Regions from separate parts of the Cricetulus griseus genome. Here region 2 is linked to region 1. A link is a contact called in public Micro-C data. All regions are on one chromosome and are shown on one strand. The core of a region is the stretch at or near the end of the contact, and the rest is flanking DNA. Distances in the headings are between cores, read along the strand shown.

Region 1 (2,700 bases), core at 189-2,688:
GAGCTCACTCTGTAGACCAGGCTGGCCTCAAACTCGGATTTGCCTGCCTCAGCCTCCTGAGTGCCTGGATTAAAGATCACCATCACAGGAGTGATCAGATGATCAGATTTTTTTTTTTTTTTCAAAACTTTTCTCTTTCCTCTATGGCCTATCTATCACAAAGATCTGTAGTGTCTACCTCTAAAGAAAGCCTGGCCATTGCTCCTAGCATCCCTGCCACCCTTGGGTTCAGGCTATCACATTTCTTATGGGAACAAGTCCTCCACTCCTCTGGTAGTTTGCAGACCAGCCTTGGCATCTCCTATGTGCTTGATAGAAATGCAGAATCCCTACCCCACCCCAGTCCTTCTGAATCAGGACCTGCTTTTGAACAAACTCCCAAATAAACCGGTGCCTTGGCAGGGCTGAGGTCTTTCCTCACCCACACTCACCCTTCTCCATCCATTTCAACACAGGAGGACATTTGGAGAATACATGATGTCATAGCCCTTCTTCCGACCCCCTCCTCCCCCACCTCCCAAGTCCCACCACAGCACTCTGTGACTCTCAGGTGATACTCAGGTACATAGTCAGCCTCCGAGCACGGGCTGCTGCTTGAGTACCAGCTCACTCCTCTCCTCTCCTCTGAGATACGTGCCCCCTCCTATTTCACGGTATCTAGTATACTGGTCTCACAAGCCAGGGCCTTGGGCTCAGGCTTCCATTCAGTGAGAAGTAAATTTCTGTTCTTTATAAATCACCCTGGTCTAAAGGACTGTGTCACAGCAACGGAAACAGACTAAGACGATAGAGTGTATGTCATAATCATTCTTAATTGAGATTATTTTAAATAAAACAATTTTATTTAAAAACAATCATAGCTAGACAGTGGTACCATGTGCCTTTTACCCCAGCACTTGGGAGGCAGAAGCAGGTGGATATCTGTGAGTTTGAGGCCAGCCTGGTCTACAGAGTGAGTTCTAGGACAGCCAAAACTACACAGAAACCCTGTCTCAGAAAACAAACAAATAAATATAATCATACACTTACAGAAAGCTTCCTGGACCATGTGGCTGACCTGCTCCAAATATTATGTGTTTATTAAAATGGAGGATGTGCTGCTTCTCTGTAACACAGCCATTAAATCTAGAACTCCTCAGTGGCACAGACCATCCAGCCTTCACATCCCACGGAGTGCTCTCCTTACCTAGCTAATGCCAAAGGATTTAAAGTTCCAGCTATCATTCTCTCAAGGAATCTTGTCCTGAGTGGCCTGAACACCCGTCTCAAGACAGGGACTGTGTTGATCTCATTCCCTTCTGGTGTCCTTATGCTTCACAGAGTTTGTTCAGAGTTCATGTTCCGTGCTCATTTGGTATTAACACATTTGGTAATTACCATGCGTCAGAGCTGGCCCACAAGAATCTAAGTGCGTGTGCTTCCAGGAATACCATGACTCTCCATCCCAGGAATGTAAATATGTAGTAAGCTTGCATCAGACCTTGTAAAATACTGGGTTCTGCCTCCCGCTCCGTCCTTGCTGGTAGATTGTCCCTTACATCCCTTCCATCCTCCCCGCCCTACAAATCTCACCACCTCTGCTTCCCCTGGAAACAAGCTTTCATCATCCCCAGGAACAATGTGATGGGCCATCTTCTGAGTCCTGGTCACAGCTTGAGTCCTACATGCCTTGGCTCTTTGTATGGGCTCCCAGATTGCTTTCTCATAGACCAAAACCAGCTCGCTGCCATGCTGCTCCTTCTGTTTCTTCTTGCCTTAGAGTTGTAATCCTTCTGACCCCTTTGTCTGTGTATCTTTTTCTCTCCCCATATGGTCATTCATGAATCTCAGGCCTTTCAGCCAAGATGGCCTGGGGTGTGTGTGTCTGTATGTAATTGTAAGTATACATTTACATATGTTCTTCAAGTAGTTTATTGAACATGTGTTACATTCTCTTGCTTCAAAACTCCTAAGTGCAAGAGGGTCTAGGACTAGAGAAATGGCTCGACAGTTACAAGCACGTACTATCTTCCAGAGGACCCAAGTTCAGTTCCCAGAGCCCACATTAGGTAGCTCACAACTGCCTGTGACTCTAGCTCCAGGGAATCTGGTGCCTGTGGCCTCTTTGGGCACCTGCTTTCAAGTGTATGCATGCACACTCTTGCTTACACACACACACACACACACACACACACACTTAAAAAATAAATCTTCTGAAGGGTCTTGATTAGAAGATGACCCCCCCTCCCACATAGCTCTCCCAGGCTCCAGCACTGTTCCTCAGAGGCACTCAGCGCTTCTAGTACTATACATGCAGGATGCTCTTGACTCTACGGTTATCTGTGCGCAGGAAAATATGCATGCTGATAAATTCTTTTCCATCTCTTTGCCAAAAAAGAAAAGATAGCAGCATATGTACTCCATTCGGCACCTGGCTTTTCTCAGACCACAATATGTTCTGTAGATTGCCTCTTAAGTAATGTTTGTTTTGTTTTTTCAAGGCAGGGTTTCTCTGTGTAGCTTTGGCTGGCCTGAAACTCACTCTATAGATCAGGCTGGCCTTGAACTCAGAGATCTGCCTGCCCCTGCCTCTCAAATGCTGGGATTAAAGACTTGCACCACCACCAGCTTTTTTTTTCTTAATTTTAGTCCCCCTCTCCAGGTATTCATTGTATATTTGAAATGCTGGATTATTTAAATAGACAAGGCTGATAACTTTGG
Region 2 (2,700 bases), core at 148-2,647, 110 kb after region 1:
GACATGTCTCTACTAGTCTCCGCTAGATGGTGACAATCTGGGTGTAGAATTCCCAGAACACAAAAGTAAGTGTGTGTGTGTGTGTGTGTGTGTGTGTGTGTGTGTGTGTGTGTGTGTGTGTAGAATTCCCAGAACACAAAAGTAAGTCTGTGTGTGTGTGTGTGTGTGTGTGTGTGTGTGTGTTGTGTGTGAATTCCCAGAACACAAAAGTAAGTCTGTGTGTGTGTGTGTGTGTGTGTGTGTGTGTGTGTGTGTGTCTTCTTTTTAACTCAAGGGCTTCTAACAGCAAAACGTTGTGAGGAGTGGAAAGACACTGCAAATCGACCCATGGCTTAACTGAACTGGAAAACGTCCCTGCACCTCTCTCTGTACACAGCACTTCAAATCCCAGTCAGCTCAGCAAAAGCAACAAAGGGCAGCGTAATGCCTTGTCACCATAGAAGTGTGTGACAACTTTAGGCCTCTGCGGAGCCCTGAGGTTCCTAATGAACTTGAGGACTCTTTTCCCAAGTCTTGCTGTCTTCCCAATTCCGTTACAGGTTTTTAAGTTTTTCCACCACGGTGGCTGCACAACCACAACCGCGAGGGACCGTCAGACTCACAAATATTTATGATTTTAGTTAGGACTCAAAAAGAAAGTCTACATGTAGTCACGTTTAAAACAAAACAAAACAAAACAGGAAGTGGCTTCGGCGAGTTTCAGCCCACATAATAAGAAACTTTCTGCGACTGAAGAGGCGACAAGGCGCCGGGGCTCCAGAGAGCTCACGCGCACACGCGAGCGGCTGCAAGATTTCCTCGGGAAATCCACCTCGGCCAAGCCCGTCCCGTCCCGCAACGCCGGGCCGCGCGGATTCGCTGGGCGCGAGGGCCAGAGCGGCCACAACGAGGGCCTCCGCCCGCCGCGGATCCTCGGGTTCCCGGCACCGCACAGCCAGCCACGCCGCCGCCCTAAGAGCGGCCGGGCCCGGCTACCGGAGCGCGCCCCGAGCCGCTGACACGGGCCAGAGCGAGAGCAGGCGGCCGCGCTGAGGCCCGCGTCCCTGCGGAGGTGCGTGCCCGCCCGTGCCCTGACAACCAGACCCGCGCGCCGCTGACACAAAGCCGGCCCTCCGGCCCGGGCGGCAGTGACAACTCACCCGGGAGTCGCGCCGAGACCTCCGGGAAGGGGGCGCTCGCAGCCCCCGCGCCGCAGAACCCGCTCGCTCCGCCGCTGCGCGCGCCCTCCTGCACTCCCTGTCGGGTCCCCGCGACGCCTCGCGTGCCCTGGACTGGCTCGTGCCGTCGGGCGCTACGGGAGGAGCAGGAGGCGAGCGGCGGCCGGCTTCGGAGGATGGAACGCGGCGTCCGCTGCGCCAGCGTCACTGGCCCAGCTGTACAGGGCGGGCGGGGAGGCCCCGCGGAGGGCGGGGGGAAGGGAAGGGCCCGGGCCTGGGCGGGGCCAGACGCGCACGCAACAAGCGCCGGCGTCGCGTCGCTGCGACCGCCCCGCGGAGTCGCGCGCACGCGCCGCCGACCTTGTCTGACACGCCCCTGGGGGGGGGGAAATGGTGTGTGTGTGGGGGGGGAGCCTTAAAGAGACAGTAGCTCTGACCTCACTGGCTGTAATGTAAACACTAGTTGGCCGCCTTTCCCGGGCGCTCTCCAGTTGTCTTACTGTATTGTTTGGTTATTATTTGGCTGTTTTAATTACTGTCATTTGCAAAGAAGTACACATTGCTGTTTAAGAGGCTCTGTCGCACACGTTGCCTGACCTATCTCTGAAGCAGGTTATTATCTCCCTATTAAGCAGTATTCTAGGTTATGGTCTGTAACTTAACTATCTCAAAAGTGCCCCGAGGGGTTAGGTAGGTGTGGAAATGTAGATCCAGACATTTTGAGTCTATAAAGCTGGCATGGACTACCGGAATCTTTTTAATGGGTGTTCCAAAGTGCTGTTTCTGCACACTCAAAAGCACCTGGTTCCGGCAAGGTCTGGGGAACCCGGAGCTGTAGGCATGGCCCCTAGCTTTGCTCTGCTATCGAGCCCTTCTCAAGTGACCAAACTATATTGGCCTGCGGCATCCATCTAACAGTGACCTCTCACTGCAGAGGGGTGGCCACGTGATAGTGGAAACTGTGGCTCTTCGTGCCCACATCCTTGTACTTGACCTGTCTCAGAAGTGCTGGATGAATGTTGAGATACTCCTTCCTGAAAATCAGTGGCTCATAAATCAGTCAGGCATTTTAGTTGCCCTTTTCTTTTTTTATAAGCAGGTGCCCTACCTAGCTCCACTGGGAGGGAGGTGTTTTTGTTTCTTTTGCCAGATGCCCTTTGAACAAAGCTACACCTCAGGCCTTTCACCTAGAAAGCTTTCAATAAAGGTGCTGTGAACTACCACCACCACAACACACCCACCCTCTAGAGAGTTCTTCCTCTTGGGCCTCAGAAACCCTTGACGTGTTTCTACCTCCCTCCCGCCACCCCGGGGAAAATGGACACCCGGAATCCTGCTCATTCACCCACCCTAATGGAGCTGCACTGCCCAGACCATTAAAGGGTTGAAATACATCAGCCTGTAATTTCAGCACTTAGGAAGGAGGCTGAGGCAGGAGGATTCCAAATACGAGGCCAGCCTCAGTCACAAAGCAAGAACCTGTCTCAAAAAAGAAAGAAAGAAAGAAAGAAAGAAAGAAAGAAAGAAAGAAAGAAAGGATGAC

The links. A called contact is a pair of places that touch in the nucleus more often than the background predicts.
Region 2: a contact with region 1 is called in a Micro-C map of the CHO-K1 cell line, with 4 times the contacts expected there. The contact joins the promoter of Susd6 here to the enhancer-like site in region 1. A contact is called at or near these places in 6 of 8 Hi-C or Micro-C datasets (the CHK-Q cell line, the CHL-YN cell line, the CHO-K1 cell line and 2 more).

The regions. Positions count from the first base shown.
Region 1 is chr5:122,740,428-122,743,127 of CriGri-PICRH-1.0, forward strand. No RefSeq gene overlaps it. Among named protein-coding and RNA genes, the nearest start is that of Srsf5, 61 kb to the left of the region's middle. Within about 2 kb of position 1,439, at least 2 of the 6 cell types and tissues checked have open chromatin away from gene starts, as enhancers often do. A contact at or near this core is called in the CHO-K1 cell line and fibroblasts, where this site is marked.
Region 2 is chr5:122,848,591-122,851,290 of CriGri-PICRH-1.0, forward strand. It overlaps Susd6 (sushi domain-containing protein 6), which reads right to left and starts at 1,398. Exons shown (of 7, transcript XM_035444948.1): 1 at 1,140-1,398.